Regions from separate parts of the Mus musculus genome. Here region 2 is linked to region 1. A link is a contact called in public Hi-C data. All regions are on one chromosome and are shown on one strand. The core of a region is the stretch at or near the end of the contact, and the rest is flanking DNA. Distances in the headings are between cores, read along the strand shown.

Region 1 (4,445 bases), core at 337-2,836:
CTGACACCTTCTAGACCCAAGGGCTAGGGGAGACTAAAGCTGCAAAAACTTTTAGTTGTTTTCCAGGTACCAGGAGCACTGTAGGAGGGGGTGGTCTCAGAGCCAAGGCCTCTGGTCCCTGGTCCTAGAAGGTGCTCAGAGGCAGGGGAGTAGGGAGGAAGAGAACTGTTGTTGTTTACTAGGAGAGGGGGATGGGTGGGAAACCCACAGACTCACAGAGGCAGGAAGAGGGCATTGCCTAACCTGGGTGGAGAAAGCCAAAGAAGGCTGCCATTAGCCCAAAATCCGGGCACCCCACCCTAGGAGTAGGTTACCAGGGTAGGGGTTCACCCCACCCACCTCTAAGAAAGAGGAAGGAGCTTGCAACACTCAGGGGGAGGGCTTTTCCTCTCACAGGGGCCAGATCCTAAATCCCCCTGCAACCTTCCATCTAGTCAGGTTCATGTGTCCAGGCCCCTGTGACATCACGGGGCAAGCATAAGTGGTCCTTGGTGGCACTGGCGTCCAGGACTCCCCAACTCCTCTCCTCTCTCCTCCTTCCTCTTTGGTTTGTTTTGTTCTTTTTTTTTTCCCCAAGACAGGGTTTCTCTGTGTAGCTTTGGCAGTCCTGGAACTTGCTTTGTAGACCAGGCTGGCCTCGAACTCAGAACTCCACCTGCCTCTGCCTCTTGGGTGAAAGGCATCCGCCGCCACCACCCGCTTTCCTTTCTGTCTTAAAAACTCCACCCTGAAAGAAAGCACAATTCTTCCAGCTCCTGGGATGTTTGAGATGGAAGCTCAAATGCAGGGAGTATTTTTACATAGGTTTCCCCCCATACCCCCAGCAACTCTGAGCCCCAGAGCTTGATCTCCTTATTAGCACAGACTAGGAAAAAAAAAAAAAAAAAACCAGAACACAGTAGGGGGTCTCAGACTCTGCTGAGTAAGGTGGAGAGAATAAAAGGCAGAATTAAAAAGTGGAGGCTTAGGGACCCTGAGGTAGGGCTAGAGAGACCTCTCAGTGGTTAAGAGCACTGACTGCTTGCTCTTCCAGAGGTCCTGAGTTCAATTCCCAGCAAACACATGGTGGCTCACAACCATCTGTAATGGGATCCGATGCCCTCTTCTGGTGTGTCTGAAGACAGCTACAGTGTACTCATATAAATGAAATATATCTTCTTCTTTTTTTTTTTTTTAAAAAAGAGGAAACTGAGGTAGCACTTGTCCACTCCCTAACCCTAGGGTGTAAAGGCTCACAGGCATAGACTACCTGCTCCTGAAGGCTGGTGAGGCCTGGAAGGGAGGGGGCTGCGACAAAGCCATAGGCAGCGATCCAGGAAGCAATGGTGGCTGTGGGCAGACATCCAGTTGTGGGCAGTGAGGCGCCCAGCCAGAGCCTGCCCCAGGGACAAAGAGACTCCCTGGCTCCGGGGAGAGAGCGCGGCCCCCACACCAAGAAGGGGGCACTGACCCAGCCCAGCCGGGCACACAGGGCAGTGGTGCCAGACAGCTTGCCAATGGGAGGGGCAGTGGGTGCCAGGCAGGGTGCTCTTGTCCCTGCCAACCAGGAGAGGTAGGACACGTTTCCCAGGTCAGCAGCTGACCAGCCGGCCGGCCAGCCAGCCATGGCCGACTCTGCCGCTTCCACTCCCTCCAGCCCCAGGCCAGGCCCAGATCCCTCCTCTAAGGCTCTGGCCTGGAGCCCAGCTGGGCCCTGGGGGCCAGAGTTACTGTAAGCGGCCTGGCAGGCCCCAAGCCTGGACTTTGCCAGCTGGCTATAGCCACCGCCACCTCCCACTACCTGGCTTGGCCAGCCAGGGAAGGGCACTGAGACCCCCGCCCAGCCAACGAGTGACCCTCATGGCAGAGAGGAGAGGTAGAAAACACCCTGCCAAGCCTGTGCATGTGTCCAAGGCCAGAGTCCAGGCAGAAAGCCCCCATGGAGTCCCTCCCTGTCCTTCTGGGGCGGGGGAGTTGGCAAGGGGAGGGCAAGGGCTCCAGCTGTGCTGAGCTGCCCTGGACTGTCTCTTGAAGCCCTTTCCCTCAGAGTACTGGAGGGGGGATGGAGGGGGGGGTTCATTCTCACTGTGTAGGGCTGTCATTTCCACCAAACGTTGAGAGGTTTGTTTATCCACCTCAGCCTCTGCATCCATTCCTACTCAGAGCTATTTATAAGGCACTCAATAGCATAGCACCAGGGACACAGAGACAAAGGGGGACAACATAGGAAGAAACAAAATGGTCTCACCTCCCCTCTAACCCCCAGTATCAAACGGACCATCTTCAGGTCCCAACCCCACCCACCACCACACAATGGTCACCCTGGTCTAGAAAAGACCTTGCCACTCATCGGGTCCTCCAGTGGAACAGATGTGTCCAGGAACCCAAATCCAGAGGCCAGCCACCCGCCACACTCCCTTCCCTCAAGCCTCCCCACACAGACTTACTGGCTGGGGACGGTGTGCTGTAACCACTGACTGGAAGCTGGTGCTGGAGGCTGGTGAGAGCGCCGGGTGGGGAGAGTCCACCCAGCATAGGGGGAAAGAAGAAGGCGTAGGGGGGTACTGGGTACCCATTGAGGTGCCCGCCCCCAGGTGTTGGGCAGGAACTGCTATTGCTGGCCATGCCAAGCAGCCACAGTCAGAAGAGCAGGCAAACAGTCTGGCAGGTAGTTGTGATGGCCTTCACGCAGTCCCTCTTCCTCGGGGCATGGGGCCGGGGGGCCCAGAGGGGGGGTTGGGTGGTCAGCCCACCCCCACCCCCTTCTGTCCCTGGAGCTGCAAGTCCCAAGTTAGTCAACTTTAGTCTTCTGGGTCCCCCTCCCTAGCCGGAGGGGCCAGGTGGATTGGGGGATGTCCCAAGAATCCGTCCTTTGGTTAAGCGGTCCTGGGAGACACTTTTGTAGGAAGGTCCAGAGCTGGTCTTCAGGGTATCAAAGAGGATGCCACTCCCAGAAGGGCCCCAGGTAGGTGGCTGGGGGGAGGCATGTCCTGTGGTGCTGCAGAAACAGGAAAGACACAGGTAAGTGGGCACTGAGCGGGCACACGGGGATTCCCCACGGTGCTCCCCAACCTGGGCGGCCAGAGATTTTCCTGTGGCACCCAGCTGAGCAGACACCTGGCACCATGCCTGGATGGCAGGGCCAGCCTAGGACCAGGGCCCAGACACTGCTGGGGATGGCAGGACAGAACAGCCAGGCTGGGGATATGGGGACAGGACCCAGAGTACTGGATGGCCTCTCACCCAGAATGCTTGGGAAAGGGTCCACAGTGTGACCCCAAAAGATCCCTGCAGCTGAAGCAGGCAGCTGGCTCTCCTTCCCCCAGTGCGGGTTACCTGAGGTCAAGAAACAGAGGAACGCGTGCTGGCAGGGAGGGGGGGAAGCCGCTTCCCTAAAGCAGTGGCACTTCTCAGAAAAATGACTCCTAAGCTAGAGGGGGGCCCTCTCTTACACCACTTCCCTCCCCCTAAACCTAGCATCCCAGATTAGTCTGTCCCTCCCATGAGTTCCATGCACTCAGGGAAGTGGACCTCCAGGTCTCCTAGGCAACGTCTCCAATACAGAACAGTACAGGTGGCCCTGGGAAGGCCTATGTCAGGAAGACAAGGCTTGCCCAGGATAGAAGTCCCCAGCAAGAGAGACTTAAGTTCAGATTTCATCGGACTTCCATCCATCTGCAAGGGCAACACACAGGATGGGGGCTGGTAGGTGGACAGGAGATGCAGGACCAGCCGCTCCCCTCACCAGGGTATACACAGACTCACACCCTATGAGCAGCTGAAGCCAGCGGGGCATACATACATGGGGGCGGGCGAGAGAGAACACCTTGGCATAGGTTCACAGCTGTGACCTACAGCTTCCCTGACACAGCCAGATAGGCAGACGCAGAGCAGAGGGGGAAAAAGAGAGAGAGCTAAGGATATTCCAATCCTGTTTGAGTACAGATTAGACCTAAAGACATACCATGTACAGGCACCTGTGTATGTGTGTCGGTGGGGGGATGGATAGACAGGTGGATGGATGGATGGATGGATGGACGGACAGACAGAGGAAACACAAAAGTAATCACAGCCAATCAAAGCCAGCTCTTCCTTCCTTCTGTTCTCCTGCCAGGTGCTGTTCCCAAGAATGTTCTCACAGGCCTTTATTCCCAGCACTTGGGAGGCAGAGGCAGGTGGATTTCTGAGTTCCAGGCCAGCCTGGTCTGCAGAGTGAGTTCCAGGACAGCCAGGGCTACACAGAGAAACCCTGTCTCGAAAGAACCCCTCCAACCCCCCCCCCAAAAAAAAAGAATGCTCTTGAATGTCTACACACTAGGCTGACTGTGACTGGCCAGCTAACAGACACTAGGGATTTGGTTCTGTTGGTAAACAACTTGCTACAAAAATAACGGGGCCTAATTTTGGATACCCAGCAACCCTGGAAAAACGGGGGCACAGTGGCACACAGCAGTAATCTCAGTGCT
Region 2 (4,481 bases), core at 327-2,826, 110 kb before region 1:
CAATGAGGAGTGACTCTTTTATTTGAGCCCATTCTTCAGATTAGGAAACTGAGGCGTGGGGTGGGGGTGGGGGTGTCACTGGCGTAGTAAGCGGTGGGGAAACTACATTTCTGGTCCATGCCAGCCCTACCTCTCCAGCATTCTTAGACAAGTTAAAAAAAAAAAAAAAAAGTGTGTGTGGGCTGGAGAGATGGCTCAGTGGTTAAGTGTTGACTGCTCTTCCAGAGGTCATGAGTTCAATTCCCAGCAATCACATGGTGGCTCACAGCCATCTGTAATGAGATTTGATGTCCTTCCTCTTCTGATGTGTTTGAAGACAGCTACAGTGTACTCACACATATAAAATGAATAATTTTAAAAAAAAGTGTGTGTATGAAGCAGGGGTATGAAAACATGTGTTACATTCAATGTGGCTACATAAGAAAACGTGCTGCATTCAGCATGATTACATGAGAAAACATGTATTGTGTTCAATGTGGCTATATATAAAGTTCACCAAGGAGCAGATGAAAGAAGCCCAGGGCCATCAGGACCTTCGGTACCTGGTCAGGAATGTCTAGAGAATGTTCTTTGTTTGTTTGTTTGTTTGTTTGTTCATTTATTTGTTTTTCTTTTACAAAATGGCTCAGCAATTAACATTAGCTATTCCTTTGGCAGTGGGTGGTGTTATATTTTTGGTTTTCGAGACAGGGTTTTTCTGTGTAGCCCTGGCTGGCCTGGAAACCAGGCTGGCCTCGAAATCAAAGATCCACCTGCCTTTGCCTCCCGAGTACTGGGATTAAAGGCGTCCACTACCACTGCCCAACAAGCACTGGCTGCTCTTGCAGAAAACCCAAGTTTTATACCCAACATCCATGTGGCAGCTTAAGACCATGTTCAACGCCAGTTCCAGGGCATCTGACACCATCTTCTGACCTCCAAAGAAACTAGACACACATGCAGGACATTCATATACACACAAGCCAAAATTAAAAATAATGATAATAAAATAAATGAAGTTAGCTTCAGGACCACTGTGTACTGGTGAACTGGTTGTGCAATGCACAGCTATCAAGATAACTCACTTGGACTTCACTCTAGAGGTAATGACGGTGGCGAGACATCAAAGGGCTTTTCCACTAAGAGGAATTGGTCAGATCTGGGCTTTTGAAGTATGGTTGTGGGGCAGGAGATGGGATCTGAGCCTGGGGCTAGGAGGAATGTGAGGAGTGAGGAATCTGAGGACTTGGAGTTCAGAGCAGGACAAGAAACACCTCAGCAGAGAGGGGCTGTAACCCTGCTTGATCTGGGTCCCTGCTTCTCTAGGAATCTAAGAGGACCTTGTGAGAAAAAAGCCAGACTGGAGATCCCATCTCCTTCAGCACAGGTTCGTGTGACAAATACCGCACTGTGGGGCCTCAGAGATTAGATACTTACTTCCTTTAAGGCTAGGTGTAGAGATCAGAGCACAGCATGGCAGGCCCTGCTGGAAGCACTCTCTGCTTCACAAACAGCCATGGCCTCCCTGGGTGCTCACACAGGTTTACCCCAGAGATTGCATGGCAGGAAGAAAATTCCCCGCTTCTTAGAAAGCATCAGTCCAGGCGGGCGGTTCACACTGAGAGGCAGGAACAGGAGGATCAATGGCCATCTGGCCAGCCAGGGATGCATAGTGAGAGGCTGCAGCTCACAGCCCAAAAGATACAATGTGCTGAGCTATCTTATAAGGAGTGAAAAAAAGGGGGGAACCCTGGGGACCCTCTCTGTCTCCAGCCCTGAGCTGATCAGGACACTGGGGAAACACACCCCTTCTATTTCTGGTGCACCTCCCCCTCTGCAAGCCGCTCTAGGAGCTACACAAACTGTTATTCCTTGACGGAACACATGAACACACACCCTCCCACCACACTCTCCTTAAGACCCATCAGGGCCCAGGACAGGAGTAGACAGGAGAAGGAACCCCCCGCCGCCCCGTCCTGCTGTCTTACCTGCCCACAGTACTCAGCTGTCGCCTTTGTTGTTCATTTATTCATTCAGCAAAAATTCACTGAGTATTTACTGTGTGCCAGGCTCAGGACACCCAAAGGAAAACAAATAAGAGCTCACAAGTTGTAGAGAAACAGAAAAGTAAATATTTGAAAAAAATCACAGAAGACGGGGTGGTGACACATAGCTTTAATCCCAACACTCAGGAGGCAGAAGCAGGTGGATCTCTGAGTTGGAGGCCAGCCTGGTCAACAGAGCAAGTTCAAGGACAGCCAGGGCTACACAGAGAACCACTGTCTGAGAAAACAAAACAAAACAAAAACAAGCAAACAAAATGGAGAAGGCTGCACATGGGTGGTGGCCGGCGCCTAGAATCAACACTCAGGAGTTCAAAGAAAGAGGGTTACCTTAACTAGTTAAAGGTCAGCCTGGGCTACATAGTAAGTTCCAGACTAGCCTGAGCTACTGAGACCTTGTCAAAAGAAGAAAGGGAGGGAACAAAACAAAAAGAAAAGGAATAAAAGAAAAGGTGAGGGAAGATACTGTACACGGACTGGCAGGGGAGCTGCCAAAGGAGGTGCCACTGGCCTGAAGGTTGATGCGCTGATGATTAAAGAAGTGATTCGGGTTGAGGGAGCAGCATGTGCCAAGGCCCTGGGGCTGGCATGAGTGGTAGTACTAAATAGGCTGGAGAACAGGGTATGGAAAACCCAGAACAGTCAGTGGGCGGCCGCTGAGGATGGAAAGCAAGGGCAAAGGTAATTCTCCCCACCCCCCAACCTCCCTCCTCTGCTCCCGAGCCTAGAATATCACAGCCTGGCCCCAGGGACCTCCCAGGTGCTCACACATCCAAGCCTCTCACTTGGGGTCACGGGCTCTTCTACGTGCCTCTCCATCCATCTTCCCAAGTGACTATCCCGACAGCTTTGTCTCTCAAATGCCTGAATGTCCCTGTTTATCCAGGTGCCTGAAGATTCCCCTCTCCAACCTCAAGGTGAATTGTTGGGGTAAGAACACTGTCCTCATTCGTCACGTGCTTCTGCCTGTGGCTCAGACAAGCAGGTGTCCCGTCAAGGCCTGCCCGTACCCCACCCTCATGCGTCTTTGCACGTAGGCTGCTCCCAGACCTGGTCTTCTTGGCTACCCACCCAGCCAGAGCTGGCCCTGCTCTACCTACCCACGCTCAGCTGTCTCTTCTCTGATGTGACACAGCCCCACTCTCCCCAAAGTTGCCGTGTTCCCCACAACTCCATCATCTGTACAGAGTAGGGTTGGAAGTGACCCTGCCTCAGCCTGCCAGGCCTTTTTCTTTCTTAGAGCCCCAAGGACAGTCCCCATGAAAAAGGACAAGGGCTGTTTGCATTCTGGTGGGCAACCTTGCCTGACCACTCACTGTCAGGGGTGGGTGGGAGCATCTTCAGTACTTTCTTTCTTTTTTAAATATTTCTTCATTCTCTCTCTTTTTTAAATTTATTTATTTTATGTATGTGAGTACACTGTCACTGCCTCAGACACACCAGAAGAGGGCATCAGATCCCATGATACATGGTTGTGAGCCATCATGTGGTTTCTGGGAATTGAACTCAGGACCTCTGGAAGAGCAGGCAGTGCTCTTAACCCGTTGAACCATCTCTCCAGCCCTCTTCAGTATTTTCAAGGCCCCAACTTATATACATTTTTATTTGTTTGTTTTTGTTTTTCCAGATAGGGTCTCACTAATGTAGCCCTGGCTGTCCTGGAACTTGCTATGTAGACCAGGCTGGTCTCAAACTCACAGACATCCTCCTGCTTCTGTCTTCTGAGTGTTGGGACTAAAGGCGTGCACCAACATGTAAGCCCCTATGTGCCTAGCATTTAAGAGTCACCAGCTCCTAAGTTCATTCTCTCTTTTAGGGATAAGCAACTGGGGCAGGCTACAGAGGCTCCTACAGACCCCACTGTAGGGCTCTTGAGAAAGAGATGGTCACAGACCCAGGGAGCATGGGTTCCAGTTGGCCTGGCCTGACCCCTGGCACAACTGCAGACCAGGCCAGGGTCACCAAGCAGTCACATGTCACATTGAATGAGAAGCCTTCAGCTATGGCTGAGAAATGAAGTCGGAAAACAAGTCGGCCAAAAGCGATTGGACTTCTCTCTTTATTTAAAAAAAAAAGTTTTGAAGGGGGAAAAAAATACCCTATTGTCCAACTAACCTTCCACGATGCTGGAAAATTGCATTGATTTCCTGAGCAGTCTGGTCTAATTTCCCCTGGGTGGAGAAAGGCCCCCTGCTCCCCTCTCTCCCATCTCCTCTAGCTTGGAAGATCTGGCTCAAACACCAGGAGGAAGAAACAACCAAAGATTCCCCCACCTGACCCCTGACTGCGCATGCCTGCCTGCCTGCCAGCACCCAAGCCTGCCTTGGGCAGCCCCCAGCAGCTGCTGTGGGCCAGGCCAGCAGTTCTGCAACCTCACCTCACTCTCCCAGCAACCTGTGTGTGTGGGTTGAGCAGCTTGTCTTAGCTTGTTCACAACCC

What was found. Hi-C and Micro-C count contacts between places; a contact is called where the count stands out from the background.
Region 2: a Hi-C map of liver shows a contact between it and region 1, with 2.4 times the contacts expected there. The contact joins two enhancer-like sites. A contact is called at or near these places in 1 of 15 datasets of contacts at CTCF or cohesin (CD8 T cells), 1 of 484 Hi-C or Micro-C datasets (liver), 5 of 115 datasets of contacts at active chromatin or transcription factors (embryonic stem cells, extraembryonic endoderm stem cells, pancreatic cancer cells and 1 more) and 1 of 9 other capture datasets (pancreatic islet).

Annotation. Positions count from the first base shown.
Region 1 is chr11:98,948,777-98,953,221 of GRCm38.p6, reverse strand. Rara (retinoic acid receptor, alpha) reads right to left here. Exons shown (of 9, transcript NM_009024.2): 2 at 2,427-2,977. The coding sequence starts at 2,604. Among named protein-coding and RNA genes, the nearest start is that of Gm22061, 4.6 kb to the right of the region's middle. Within about 2 kb of position 1,586, at least 165 of the 459 cell types and tissues checked have an H3K27ac peak or open chromatin away from gene starts, as enhancers often do. A contact at or near this core is called in liver, where this site is marked.
Region 2 is chr11:99,060,521-99,065,001 of GRCm38.p6, reverse strand. No RefSeq gene overlaps it. Among named protein-coding and RNA genes, the nearest start is that of Igfbp4, 22 kb to the right of the region's middle. Within about 2 kb of position 1,576, at least 13 of the 459 cell types and tissues checked have an H3K27ac peak or open chromatin away from gene starts, as enhancers often do. A contact at or near this core is called in liver, where this site is marked.